2 separate regions of the Mus musculus genome follow, and region 2 is linked to region 1. Evidence: chromatin contacts called from public ChIA-PET data. All regions are on one chromosome and are shown on one strand. The core of a region is the stretch at or near the end of the contact, and the rest is flanking DNA. Distances in the headings are between cores, read along the strand shown.

The links. ChIA-PET counts read pairs in DNA pulled down with a chosen protein or histone mark.
Region 2: a contact with region 1 is called in an H3K27ac ChIA-PET map of liver, with 4 times the contacts expected there. The contact joins two enhancer-like sites. A contact is called at or near these places in 2 of 39 promoter capture datasets (the HPC-7 cell line and liver), 1 of 484 Hi-C or Micro-C datasets (bone marrow-derived macrophages), 3 of 115 datasets of contacts at active chromatin or transcription factors (bone marrow-derived macrophages, liver and regulatory T cells) and 2 of 9 other capture datasets (adipose tissue and liver).

Annotation. Positions count from the first base shown.
Region 1 is chr4:19,677,965-19,685,246 of GRCm38.p6, forward strand. Wwp1 (WW domain containing E3 ubiquitin protein ligase 1) reads right to left here. Exons shown (of 25, transcript NM_177327.5): 3 at 381-471. The coding sequence starts at 450. Among named protein-coding and RNA genes, the nearest start is that of Wwp1, 27 kb to the right of the region's middle. Within about 2 kb of position 3,252, at least 13 of the 459 cell types and tissues checked have an H3K27ac peak or open chromatin away from gene starts, as enhancers often do. A contact at or near this core is called in liver, where this site is marked.
Region 2 is chr4:19,973,939-19,981,220 of GRCm38.p6, forward strand. 4930480G23Rik (RIKEN cDNA 4930480G23 gene) reads right to left here. Exons shown (of 5, transcript NR_040768.1): 5 at 5,507-5,882. Among named protein-coding and RNA genes, the nearest start is that of 4930480G23Rik, 28 kb to the right of the region's middle. Within about 2 kb of position 2,928, at least 11 of the 459 cell types and tissues checked have an H3K27ac peak or open chromatin away from gene starts, as enhancers often do. A contact at or near this core is called in liver, where this site is marked.

The DNA.
Region 1 (7,282 bases), core at 2,002-4,501:
ATCAAAAATGGGGTAAAAAGGACCCCAACCAACATCCCCATACCTAAGACAAGTTCTGGTTCCTCTAGATCTGTCTTCTGAAGTAGTATTTTTTTTTTTTTATTGTTCAAGTTATTGTGAAATCAAGATCATGGATTTTACAAAGTGATTTTTACTTCAAAAACATAGACTAAACAATGATAAAGTCAAGGCAAGGAAAAAAGAATAGACAGAATATGAAGGAAGGCAAGACACTAAATCCCAGTGCTGCCTAACGTTAGTCCAGCATTCTTGTATATGTCTCAAGAGCATCACTTATGAAATATATTTGCCTAATTATGCATGCAAAATCCAATTTCATCTAACCATCACAATGCTACATTATTATTAAAATCACTTACCCGTTACCTTTAACTGTAACCTTCCACTGTGGATATCACTAGTGTCAGATCTTGGTGAAGCAGTGGCCATGTCCCAAAATTCACCTTGACTCTATAAAAAAATGAAAAAAGATAACTCATTCATGAAACTTCAATTTTCAAGATAAGCAAAACTGGTCATTTAAATCAATGATAATTCACACCATCACAAGTTCTCAGTTGCCTTTCATTTGAAATTAAGACAGTATAGAAACACTATATAAGAGTGTGACCATTAACCATAGATGAGTCAATTTGAGCAACAACGCAAATGATAACACTAAGAATCCAGGATCATATGTTGACATAAAAAAGAATATATATATATAAATATGTTGATACTTATTATATATTTACATATTATTGAAACCTCCTGAGTATGTAGTCCTTTATTCTTTAATATTTCAGTGTGTATTTCCTAAGAATAAAAACATTCTCCTAATCCTGCTAAGAAAAATTTAAACTGTACATTTAACCAAGAATTGTTAAAAAAAAAAAAAAAAAAAAAAAAAAAAAAAGCTAACTACAGCTTTCTTCTACATACCAAATATCTCAAGGCTAAACCTTTAACCTATTAAACATAAAGTGTGATATTCTGGAAAATACTGAGAAATACTAACAACTATTAATGCTTATCTTGCTTTTAATACTTATCTTGCTTTCCTCATATTTTGTCTTTTCTGTGCTCCAATTAGATCCTTTCCCTAAATTTAGGGGTCAATATTCTAAAATCATCACACCCTTCTCGCTTGGTTGGATTTGCACATAATATGTGTTGGAATGCACTCATGCATGTGCAGACACACACACCAAGAAAAGAGTTACTAATCTATGATCAAAACCTCATTCAGTTCAATGTTCTTATTCTACAGATGAGAAAGCAGGCTTATGAATGACATCTACTTGAGAGCAATCAGCTGTTAAGATCATATAAGAAATTCAGTCCTACACCACACTTATATAATGATAGTCTTAAAAAAAACCAAACAAACAGATAATACGATAGTAAGAAAAGGATGGGCCGGACGATTCAGTGTATGAAGTGACTTGAGGACAAAGCTGACAACTTTAGTTCATTCTTAGTATCCCACAGGTCGTCTTCTAATTTCCACAAGTACAGCATGACATGTGCTGCTCCACCCCCACATAAATAAATAAAAGAAATGGAGAGTGTATAGACAAAGACATATTATCCTGATATGTAGGCTGATGGTGGCAGCATATGGTCAAAGAGACAAGAACTGGGCCTGCTACAAGGTGAAGGGAGCTCATTGTGAGGCCCTATACCAAAATTCCATGAGAACACTAGCAGCCCATTTATATAGACCCTCAGGAAAACATTCTCACTTAGCCACTGGGGCTACCCAAAATGAAGAGCAGCCTAATCTGAGCCTGTAAGTAAGTGAAGAGAAGACCTGGGCAGTGGTGGCACACACCTTTAATCCCAGCATTAGGGAGACAGAGGCAGGCAGATTTCTGAGTTTGAGGCCAGCCTGGTCTACAGAGTGAGTTCTAGGACAGCCAGTTCTACACAAGACCCTGACAAGAAGAGAGAGAGAGAGAGAGAGAGAGAGAGAGAGAGAAGAAGAAGAAGAAGAAGAAGAAGGAGGAGGAGGAGGAAGAGGAGGAGGAGGAGGAGGAGGAGGAGGAAGAGGAGGAGGGGGGAGGGAGGGAGGGAAGGAGGGAGGGAGGGAGGGAGGGAGGGAGGGAAGGAAGGAAGGAAGGAAGGAAGGAAGGAAGGAAGGAAGGAAGGAAGGAAGTCAAGAAAAATCCAATCCAATAGTTTCTGACTCTCAGGGACTTTCAAAATTACAACTGTATACTTTTACATTCTAATTTTATCAATGGACGATGAAATAAAGTATGGCCAATCAAGAAGAAACTAGAAAACGATTAATCTAAGTTTGGAAAAAAGATAAAAATTGATTTAAACAGATATTTTACTTTATAATACTTTCAGATTTATAAAAAAAATTGAAAAGATACAGTTCACATAGAGCCCACAGCCAACTTTATCCTGTTATTTATGCATTTACTTTTACTGTAAATGACAACTAAACTCTACATACATTTGGAGTGCAATGTGATTTGATAAAAAACATTTTATGTGTATGGTGGTTTTGCTTGCATGTATGTGTATGTATCAGATGAATGCAGTGCCCATGTAGGCTACACAAGAGTGTCAGGTTCCCTAGCACTCAATGAGAGATAGCTGTGAGCTGCCATATGGGTGCTGGGGACTAAAACTAGATCCTGTCGAAAAGCAGCCAGTGCTCCTAACCAATGAGCCATCCATCCAGCCCCAAAATGATGTTTTAATAGATGTCTACATTGTGAAATATTATACCAGAGTAAGCATATCTATTGCTTCAATTTTTTATTTTTTTTTTTATTTTTGGTGAAACATTCAAAATCTTCTAGCTTTTTAATACTTTATAGCTATCTATAGTCATTTACAGATGTTTAACCTACTTATCCTAAATATAACTTAGTGTACACCAATTAACCTTGTTCTATCACACACACCCATTGCCAAATGAGTTAATCAATATCAAAGCAATTATTAACTAAAACTTCCACCTCTCCTTAGTTTTCACCTTTTCTAAACAGGAACCATAAAACGTGAGCTCCATACAGAAAGATCACATCAAACTCAGAGATCCATTTACCTCTGTCTTCTGAGTGCTGGGATTAAATACATTAAATTATAGGCCAGGATTCTATAAGTACTGCCCATAGCATCAATGAAGTCTTTAAGTGAGAGAGTAAGTTGATACTGCTTATGATGTACAGGACAAAGACAGGGACAAGTGATTGTTCTTTTGGCCATGACTGAATTCAAGATAAGGATTAAACAAATAAAAATGGACAGGCAATCCTGCCAAAAACAGCTTTGATAAGTCTCAAACCTAGAAGAGGCAATACTCTCAAAACTCTGAAGGCAAATATGAGTATTACAGAAACAACAGATACATGGACTGCTGCAATGACTGAGGCACTCAATACTAAGATACTGAGGTTGATTCCAGGAAAAGCACTGTGCAGGTGTCTCCTGAAGCAAGAGCAAGTGTGGGCCACTAAAATGCCTATGGCAGATGGCACAATCAGTTTTGGTACTCCAAAGACAGTAACCCATGAGATCATTACAAGGATGGTAACATTTCAGGGTATTTTATAGTGACAGGCACTCTTACCACACAATTGTGCTTAATACAGGATGCCAGACACTCACTGCTACCAAAGGCCAACCTGGAACAGTAGCTTCTGAGTTCACTCTCTTACCAAATATTATTAAGGACATGGACACTCATAGGAGCAAGCAAAGCAAACACAAGCTTTGTTAAAAGATATTAAAGTAAATTTAAATGAAAGTTAAAAGGAAGTCCCAAAAGTGGAAGAGATGCCAAGAGAGGAAACGTTGAATTATTTTGTCTTGTGATTTTTCTAGAACTGTGGTAAAAACTGGGGAAGAGATGAGATAATCACTATGAGATTGGTTAGTCCACTGGGCTATCACAGGCTTGAGCCACTGGGGGCCCATTTGCTCTAGGCATGTCCTGTCTCAACCAAAGAGATTATCCATAATCTGTTTACATGAAGTTCACCAGTGACAGGTAGTTGAAGCCCCCAATCCTGCTTTGTCCATCTCTGACTTCAGCTTTAAAAGTTGTGGGCCTTAACTGTCTGCTAGTTAGTAATTACTGGCTAGTGTTGCTACCTCCAATCCTGTAGGTGTCTCAGTGCTGTTAATCACACTAAGCTCTTTTTGTTCCTCACAGCCATCAGAGAACAGCTACAGATGTTCTTATTAACTCCTGATTTATAAATCAGTTCTGGGTCTCTTTCCTGACATAAGTAGAGGCTTTCTTAGAAACTATTTTTACTTAGTCTGTTATAATTGCCTACATTAGAAGTAAGAATGTGTAAAACAGCAATAGTTCCCAGCGTACATTCTCAGGAGTGAGGACAAGATTCACAAAAGATAGCCTGCCAGTCCACCAATACTGGTCCGTCTATCTGTTGCCAGTCCACCAATACTGGCCTGTCTATCTGTTTTGCTCTTATGTCTCCTAAGCTATCTCATACTCAGTTGTAAGCACTTTGTTCCTCATCCCTTATAGTTCTGATTAAGCTGTTTTAACACTAACCTTCCTCCCTTTTAACCTCAGCTCTGTTTGTCATTGCAAGACCTATGAGTTACTTGAAGTTTTCACAATGGGCCCTTTTCTCTTACTACCTACAAAAACCCAGCTCCTGAATCAGAAATAGACATCCCTTTCAAAACCTCAAATGTGAAGCTTCCGATTACCCCTAAGTAAAATGACTCCTGCTGACACCTCCCAATCCAGCCCCGCAACTTTGTATTGTGAAAGACAACACCTGATGACTAAGTGGAAAGTAAGAAGCAGAAGAGCAACTGTGGAGCGAGCAAGAGAACGAAGCTACTTCTTCTGTTTTAGAATTCTGTTCACTGAATAAACCATAATAGTAATTTTTCAAATGAAAAAAAAACATGAATGCAAAGATATTACACATAAAAGTTTGTGGACTACCAAAACAAAAAAGTTACACTTACAGATAAGTACATATAGCATTCTCAAGTGACCTAGGAAAAGGAATTTGAAGTCCTGAGTTAATTACACACAATTAATGTGAAGAAAACAAAAAGAGATGATACTGAACTAGAAAAATAGCAATAAAAGTATCAATAAAGACAAAAGCTATTTCTTAGCAAACAAACCTGCTACCTAGCTGTTTCCTCTGAACTGAACTACTGGAGGGAAGAGAGAGGCCCATTTAGATCCCCAAAGCTAAGAAAAATTGGGCTTAGAAAATAATGCTCAAAACTTCAGGTATTTTTAAGATTCGCAAGGTCCCTCCCCAAGATTATGCCATCAGTAATCGATTGCTGAGGAGAAGGACTGCCTAAGAATTGGTCAGGGAGCTAGCTCTAGGAATGCAGCTTTTATAAGTTGTCACCTATGCTGCGGTAATGCAACTACATAGATTTTCATGTTCTTCAACCATGCTCTTAAAAATAACTCCAGTGAACCATTGGCTCACCAAGCTGGATTTGGATGCAACTGTTTCTTTGGTCTGTTGTCAGTACTCTGCCTAGAAAGAATGAATATTCATTCACATCTCCCAAGAAAACTAACAAAACAATAAGAAATGAATAGCTTGCAAGACTAATGAAGAAAGAGAGCCCTAAAACAGAACAACGCCCATAAAAACATACCAATGTACCAGATGTAGTAATACATCACTGAAAGAAGTTTGAAGGGCCCAAAATTGGAGTTCTGAGGGTTAGGAGATTAAAGTCAAGGGTAAGAAACCAAGTGGTGGGCAATCAAGACTGACCAAGGCTGACTGGACAGCCCCAGCTAGCACCAAAGAATAAAACCAGGTTATATTGAAAATGGTATGAAAAGCTGTAGGAGAATTTTAATTCAGCAACATGGCTGCTCTGGCAAAGGATCATATCCAAAGACCTTCTAAGTCTCTGAGATCAAGCTGGAATGGCACAGCTTTAATACCTCTGGTTGGAATATAGACATTCACTTAGTACATACCTTTAATTCCAAACAATGAAGGGAAAGTTAGTTTGTAGAAGGAAGCAGCCATGTTTGAAAGTGATGTCTTATTGAGGGGCAGACAAAGTGATGAGTCAGAGAAAGATCTGATAGAATGAGTCAGAAACAGGCTATGTCCAATTTTCATGAGAGCAGACAGGAAAGATAGGTTAATTAAGAGAGCAGTACAGAGAGAGAAAAAGAAAAAAGAGACAGAAACAGAGAAACATATAAAGACAGACAGAGAGAGAGAGAAAGAGAAGAAAAGGAAGAGAAAGAGAAAGAGAGAAAGAGAAAGAGAAAGAGAAAGAGAAAGAAGAAGAAAAAGAAAAAGAAAAAGAAAAAGAAAAAGAAAAAGAAAAAGAAAAAGAAAAAGAAAAAGAAAAAAAGAAAAAGAGCCAGTTTTACCAGAACAGGTTGTAGCTGAAGACAGATGAGCCAAAGAATGAGAAGCCAAGAGATTAGGACAGATTACAGTTAGTTTGAAGCTATGCTGAACAATTCAGTCAAAAGCTGAAAGAAGCCAGTTAAAATCAGTCAGCTTGGAGAGGAGTTTGGGCCAGAACAGCAGAATTGAACCAGCCAGCCAAAGTTCAGAAAGAACTAGAAACTGTGAGCTTATTCAATAGTAAGCCTCCTAGAAGACAATTATATCTGGCTAAATAAATAAATAAATAAATAAATAAATAAATAAAGCAAGCCTTACAAAAGCCCAGAGTTTAAGAAGAGCAGAGCACAGCCTACAGCCCACAATGATGGACATGATGACCTACCTGCCCTGTCACTGAGTGACTACGGAGCCTGCTATGACAGCAGGACAACTGCAGACAGAAATCACAACAGAAGACAGGAAATTAAATGGTCCTGAAGTACCAATGTGGAAAAATATGAAACTGGATCTCCCTCACATCAGTTCACATATAAATAACCATTTCAGGATATATTAGCAATGTAAATATGAAGTACAACTAGCAAGGTAAATATGAAAGGGTTTCCTAACTTAATCTTTTGATTTCATGTAAGCTGAGAACTTCTATGCACCATAAAAACAAAAACAAAAATAAAAAAATACTATAGTAACTACATTTTCAGGACTGGCAAAATGGCTCAGCAGATAAAGCCTGATGACTTGAGTTTAGTCTCTGATCTACATGGTAGACAGAAAGGATCAATTCCTATAAGTTGTCCTCTGACCTAAGCACACAGGCAGGGAAATATAAATGTAATAAAAATTTTTAAATAAGAAAATAAAGACCATCCAAGACAAGCTATAAGCTGGGAAATGCCTGTAAACAAAAATATAATTAAATA
Region 2 (7,282 bases), core at 1,678-4,177, 300 kb after region 1:
TCATCCCAGGAGGCAAGCTGTTTCTTTGTCCTCACAAGGTATGAGAACAAGTCCTGGCAGTTGGCTCTTGCTTCTACAGCATCTATGAGCAGGGCAGTGACTGCTCTTTTCCAACCAGATACTAGCCTGCTAGATCTCCTTTATGATAGGAGAATCACATATGTTCTTTAGTGACCCCTTATTGGACAAGAGAAGCTCTTCCTGAGTTCCACTGAAACTTAGTTTGAATCTCTTCAAAGACCTCATTACATAGCCTTCCCTTCATCTCAACGTTTGGTCTTCTATACTGTGAATGAAATTTTATGAAAAGAAGCTGTTTTGGCAAAGACTGATTGGCTAACTAAAACTGTAGTGAGGTAACTCAGTCACAAAAGAACACATATGATATGTAGTCACTGATAAATAGATATTAGGAAAAAAATTTGGAATACCCAAGATACAACAGACCATATGAAGTTCAAGAAGAAGTATAGGGAGGGAGGGACCTGGGAGGAATAGAGGAGGGAAAGGGAAAAGGGGGATCAGGTGTGGAAGGAGATGGGAGAGAAGTAGAGAGGGTCAGGAAATTAAACTGAGTTGTGTAGCAATGGGGATTTGGATACTAGGAGTAGCCACTAGAATTTTCCAGATTCCAGGAAAGCAAGAGGCTTCCAGGACCCAGTGAGGGTGACATTAGCTGAAATGCCCAACAAAAGGGAGAGAGAACCTGTAGAGACCATATCCAGTGGATAGGCATGGTTACCAGTTGAGGAATGGGGCCACACACCCATCTCAAAAATATTAACCCAGAATTGTTCCTGTCTAAAGGAAATGCAGTGACAAAGAGTAAAGAAAAGGCTGAAGGAAAGGCCATCCAGAGACTGCCCCACCTGGGGATCCATCCCATATGCAGACATCAAATCCAGACACTATTGCTGATGCCAATAACACTCAGAGTATCTGGAGAGTCCTAACACCTGCTGTTTCCTTTCCAGAATCCCTGGGTCACTTTCTGAGTACTCCTTGGTCTTTCAGTAGATTCAGTATCATCTAAAGGACTTCTGTAGTCATAGCAACACTGAGGGACACTTGGTCCACAGTTCTGGTGTCTTATCTTTCCTTTGCATTATTGTCCCAAATGCAGAGGTGTTACATGCTTTCTGAAGTTCCTAATCCTGAATTGCTGCCCAGTATTCAAACACAAAACAAAACAACACCAACAACAAAGCTCAAAAAACAAAACAAAACCACCATCATCACCACCAACAACAAAAAACCCCCAAACAAGAAAACCAAACCAAAACTCAAACATCATTTGTCATATTGATCACCATTTGGCAATGCTCAGAATCACATTCACAAATAGTAAGTTGACACTGTGACCATATATTCATAAGCCTCTCTTTTTTACATCAGTTTATAAAAACACCAATAGACAATAAATTTACATTCTTGGATTCTCTAAAGTTTAAAGGTTTTAGTGTAAGTGTTCATAGATAGGTATAATAAACTCTATCTAAACTTGATTAGATATATATATTCTCTTTATAGTTTTCAAAACTAGTAATGGAAATTGCTGAGATTTATGTTAGTTTAAATACTTTTAAAAAACTATTTAAATTTAAAATGACTATTAAGACGTATGTCCCACACAAACTAATAGAAACCAATATTTGTAACCCTGTAGTAGTCCAGTTTTTGACACCTTACAAAAGTACTTGTTATGTTTCATGAATAAAATAGTTGAATCAAAATACTATTATAACCATGATAGATTGCCAGCTACATGATGCAAAGCTTATCATATTCATATAAGTTCATATTAATGTCCCATATCTCTAGATTTCCTTGTTTGGAAATCCCAATTGCAACACATATTACTTAAAATTTTAAATGCTGGCAAAGCTCCTCCCACCCTATAATATTCCCTGGAGGTGTCATCTTCCTTTGGTCAATCCAGGCAGTACTTACTGCTGTAGTTACTGCAGCAGATGTACCTACTGCTGGCCTCAGATATTCTGCTTAGGAGTCCCCTGAAGAGATATTTTACACTGGGCTTTCTCCATAGTCACAGTCCTATACTACTCATGTTGACACAGCTTGGCCAGCTCTAGCAGGAAGATGCCTCTTGACATACTCTGTAAGGTCGTTCTCACAGGGACTTCAGGCTTTAATTGACCTTTAAATACTTAGTGATATGAGCAATAAGCTTTTGAGAATGCAGACCTCAGTATTCAGGTATGATCACCTCCCCTGGGAAAGCCTGCATATCCTTGTTGGAATACTTGAATTCACAGTACTGAACAATTTAGATCGGCTCTGCTTAATTCCGTGAAAGTATTGGTTTCATAATGCCTCTGTTGGCAATCCTGTTAATAATCTCTCTTTTGACCAACTTTAATTTGATGTTCTACAAGTAGCATGCCATTGTTTCTTTGTTATAGCTTTTGCAAGCTTCTTAAAGGTAAGTGAATATAAAATGATATACAGTGAATTTTTGAAACATCGAAAAGACTCAGTTCCATTTTATGCGGTATAAATTTACAAAAAGGCTCTTTTGAAAGATGGTTTAAACTTCGGTGAAAGGACAGAAGTTAATTTTCATAACTTCTCTCCAGAGCTGACTGAAAGGGCAAGGCTGAGTAAACACATGCTGGAGTTGGTCTTTGGACATTTACACCACCAGGAAGTGTCTGAAAGGCCACAGCTGAATCAACAGACTGCAGCTGTCATGTTTGTCCCCAAAACTGTGCAAGACACTTTTCCTATTTCTAAAATATGACAGTAAATGACTTTCATGTAAGAGAAAAAGCTATCATTATGCTATTGTTGTTTGTTTGCTTGCTTTTTAGACAGGTTCTGAGTGTATAACCCAGCCTGTCTTCAAACAATCCTCCTTTCTTGGCATGCTGAGTGCCACTGTACCTGACAATAGTCATTTATGTCCTGAATAAGCTCTTTTAGTTTGATATTACAAAATAAAGTTCCAGAAAGTATGGCACAGTGCCTAGCACAGAGCTGATACTTTACAAATATTTGTAAAATAAATTAATGATCACTACCGTCATTTAATGTTTCATTTGTTGTGTGATCAGTAATTGAGAAACTTCAGTTTCTCTAAATTAGACTGCCAGCTTATAACACGCGTGGCAAATAAAGTTCTCAGTACCCTCCTTGGCACATAGTAGGTCTGCCCATGTACTTTAAGTGTAAAACTCTGGTTGAAATTTCAGCGGGCCTTGAGCTACATGACTCTCCTCTGCTCTGTTGTGCAGTGGTATTGAGCTGTACTGAAAATGGTTTCTAAAAACATTACATTGATTGAACATAGGCTCTGAAGGTTAGGAACTCATAATGTATATGATTTATAATGACTATAATGTAGTAACTTAAATAATGGGCCCATGTTATGAATAACTATTTCCAAGAAATTTTGGTATTTCCTTCTATCTGTTGTGATTAAAAAATGCTTGTTGATACCTTTGACGAAGTTTTAGGGCAATTTGTATCTCAACAGTTCCCCTAAATTCAACTATATGTATCTAACACCTTATAAAACATATGTATGTTCCTGTGTGAACTGTACTGAGGCGAATGAACTGTATATTAAGAGATATGGACATGACAGGTTACTCTTTAATCACTTCTTTAACTCCTCACTGAGCATAGGAATTTCCAGATCTCAGCTAAGTAGATTTCAGAAAACATAATTTTTATTTTTATGTTTAATTAATTTTTCAAAACAGAATTTCTTTCTGTAGCCCTAGCTGTCATGGAACTCACTTTGCAGACCAGATGGGCCTCAAACTCAGATTAACCGGCCTCTGCCTCTTGAGTGCCAGGATTAAAAGTATGCAACACCAGTGCCCTGCCTAACATTTACTTCTATTAAATATAAAATATTTGGGAAAATATATGATAAAATATATTGTTCAAAGTGCCATAGTATCCCTTTGGTCCACATTCATTCCTCCACAGTATTCTAATCCTATAGGCGTGGATTTTGCAGGTGAGGGAACTAAACTAGATTATAACATAGTTGAAAGTTCTCAAATTTAGTTTATTTTTAATATCTGGTGTAAAATAAGTTAATGATCACTACAGATGTTTAGTGTTTCATTTGTTGTATAATCAATAATTAAGAAGTTTGACTTACCCTAAATTAGACTGCCAATCTGTAACACACATGACAGATATATTTTTAAAATTCATATATCTAGCCTTATTCCACAGATATCTGAATGAGGCTGAAAATCTCCGTCTTTAACAAAACACCAGGTAAATTATTTTAATATTTGGTGATGATTGGGAAATATTATTATTAATATTATTTTTTTCTTTTCCATTTTTTATTAGGTATTTAGCTCATTTACATTTCCAATGCTATACCAAAAGTCCCCCATACCCACTCACCCCCACTCCCCTACCCACCCACTCCCCCTTTTTGACCCTGGCGTTCCCCTGTACTGGGGCATATAAAGTTTGCGTGTCCAATGGGCCTCTCTTTGCAGTGATGGCCGACTAAGCCATCTTTTGATACATATGCAGCTAGAGTCAAGAGCTCCGGGGTACTGGTTAGTTCATAATGTTGTTCCACCTATAGGGTTGCAGATCCCTTTAGCTCCTTGGGTACTTTCTCTAGCTCCTCCATTGGGAGCCCTGTGAATATTATTTTTTAAGTTAAAAAAAAGCTGGACAAATTCTCTTGAACTGATTAGAAATTATCTGGTCTTGCAAAATTTAGCTCAGATCTGAAACTCAATAGCAAGCTACAGAACTTCCATTGTTACCCATCCTGACAACGTTGAAAAGAAAGGCTTAGCTCCAGGACTAGAGAGATGGCTTAGCAGCTAAGAGTGTTTACTGTTCTTGCAGAGGATGCAGGTCTACTTCCCACTACTGACTTGGTGGTGCACAACTATCTATATTTTCTGTTCCACAGGACTAATGCCATCTTCTGGTCTCCAAAGGTGCTAGGCACAGAGATGGCACACAGTTGCGGGCAAGCATTTGTATATATAAAATAATAATAAAAAAAAACATTGAAACAAGAGTTAGTCTGATCCATGGGTCAGATCATGATGCTATGACTCCTAAATAGAAGAACAACAGAGGGGTACAAGTAAACAGGTCTAATATTATAATGTAAGAGCAGACTAGGAAGTGAACAGAATCCACAGTACAGAGGAAGTTGGTTTTAACAAACTTAACATGTAATCCACAGCTAGCTCTATCATCCTTTTATGTTCCAGATAGAAGAAAAAGGATGACACAGTTCTTTCAAATGTCTTAAATCTTTATTTGCATATAAAGGTTTTTTCCTTGAAATTTAACTACATTCAGATTTTTATCATGCACAACTCAGTAAATTTCAGAAACACAGACATTTGAATTTTGGTATGCATTTCTCTCCAATTAATATTGCTGAAAGCATAATGTTTTGTGTAGTGAGCACTACCAATGTGACATAGTGAATGGGCAAAGAATTTATTTTCACGACATACATAAACTATTCTTACAATGTGTGGCAAGTTAGAGTCACTTTTACTTAATGCCTTTCTAATGTCTTCATACCCAGATGCCCCTACTTTTGGGTCACCCTTTAATTCTGCTATCCTTATGGATAATTTCCAAGTCACTGTTGTTCTGTGGAGCATCAAGATGAATCATTTGTTAAAGCAGTCCACAAAGGAATTGCGCTTCATCAATCCTGACTTCCAAGTTGTCATTGCAACAAGTAAACTTACCTTATTTTGATATTTGGTTTCTTGATAAACTGATGGACATCATCAGCTCCTATCCTTCTTCCCCATGACCTTTTGGGTTATATATTCAACCTTCCAGTTTACTTGGGTTAAATGATTGTACTGATATGAAGACTTCATGGAAGAAGAGTTTATCATCTACTCAAAAGGTTAAACAGAGAAGAGAAGTATTAAGACCTCATAAAATCCACACTTAGGTAAATGACAAAAAAGTTAATGGTCTTTATTAAATAGGTATTTGTACACCAATATAATTTGTACACATAATAACCTTAGCTAAAGGGAAGAAATGACCCAGTTGTCCACAGAGAGATGAACAGATAAATAAATTGTAGACTATAAAATATGGTACATGCACATAATGTAATAAAGCATAGCAACTTCCCTGTTTAGTGTCTCTGTTGCTGTCATAAAACATTGCCAAAAAGTAACTGGGAGAGGAGAGGGTTTGTCTTAGCCCATCATTGAGAGAAATCAAGATAAGCAAGTACTCAAGGCAGGAGCCTAAAGCTATGGAACAATAAAGGAATGCTGCTTATTAACTTGTCTCTCAGCTTGTGTTCAGCTATTTTTCTTATACATCTCAGGCCTTGGGACAGTACTGGCCAGAGTAAGCAGGGCTCTTGTGCATAGAAATCAAGAAAGAAAGTGCCCACAAACATGCCCATAGGCCAATTTAATGGAAACAATTTCTCAACTGAGGCTCCCTCTTCCCAGGTATATCAAATTGACAACTGAAATTCTAATGGCCATATAAATAACATAATTTTGTATATGCTACATTTATAGATCTCAAAAGTTGTATTAAGGATAGTAGGTCTCACAGAGAGGGACAAATACTGCATTATTCTACTTGCATAAGGTACTCAGGCAAACTCACAGAGATAGAAACTAGAAGAGAAGCTACCAGTAGCCGCTTCATGGGTACAAATTTTGCTAAAGGTGGTCAAATATTTTAATATAGGTGACAGTGAGTACATTGTGGATGGATGCATTTTATTTCAATTATCTACTTATGAGCAATTACAGTGATAAATATTATGTTCTTTATATTTTACCACCAAAAATAAGTATATGAAAAATTATTCAATGACTTTATCTATGCCTTTGCTTCTATACCTCTCATATTATATTTCCTCCACCAATCTTGTTGCCTACTTTCCTGCCTTTATTCTTTCCTTTCTCTTTTTCATTTCTATGTTTTATGTTGTTTACAGGGTCTCACTAAGTAGCCTTGGCAGACCTGAAACTTGCTATGTAGACCAAGTTGACCTAGAACTCTTTGAGGTCTACCTGCCTCTGCTTCTTCATGTTGGTGTTACAGATGTACACTACCACTCCTGGCCACTCTCCTTTTTGTCCTCACTTTTTAACTGAGGCTGACCTTGAAATTCTGAGCCTGCTTTGGCTTCTGCATACTGGTATTATAGGGCTGTGCCATTATTTCTGGCCTTCTTAGGAGCTCGAGCAGCATTCATGATGTAGTAACTGTGGTTTTTCTAATAGTAGTTGTATCCATTGATATCTGGATTGGAAAG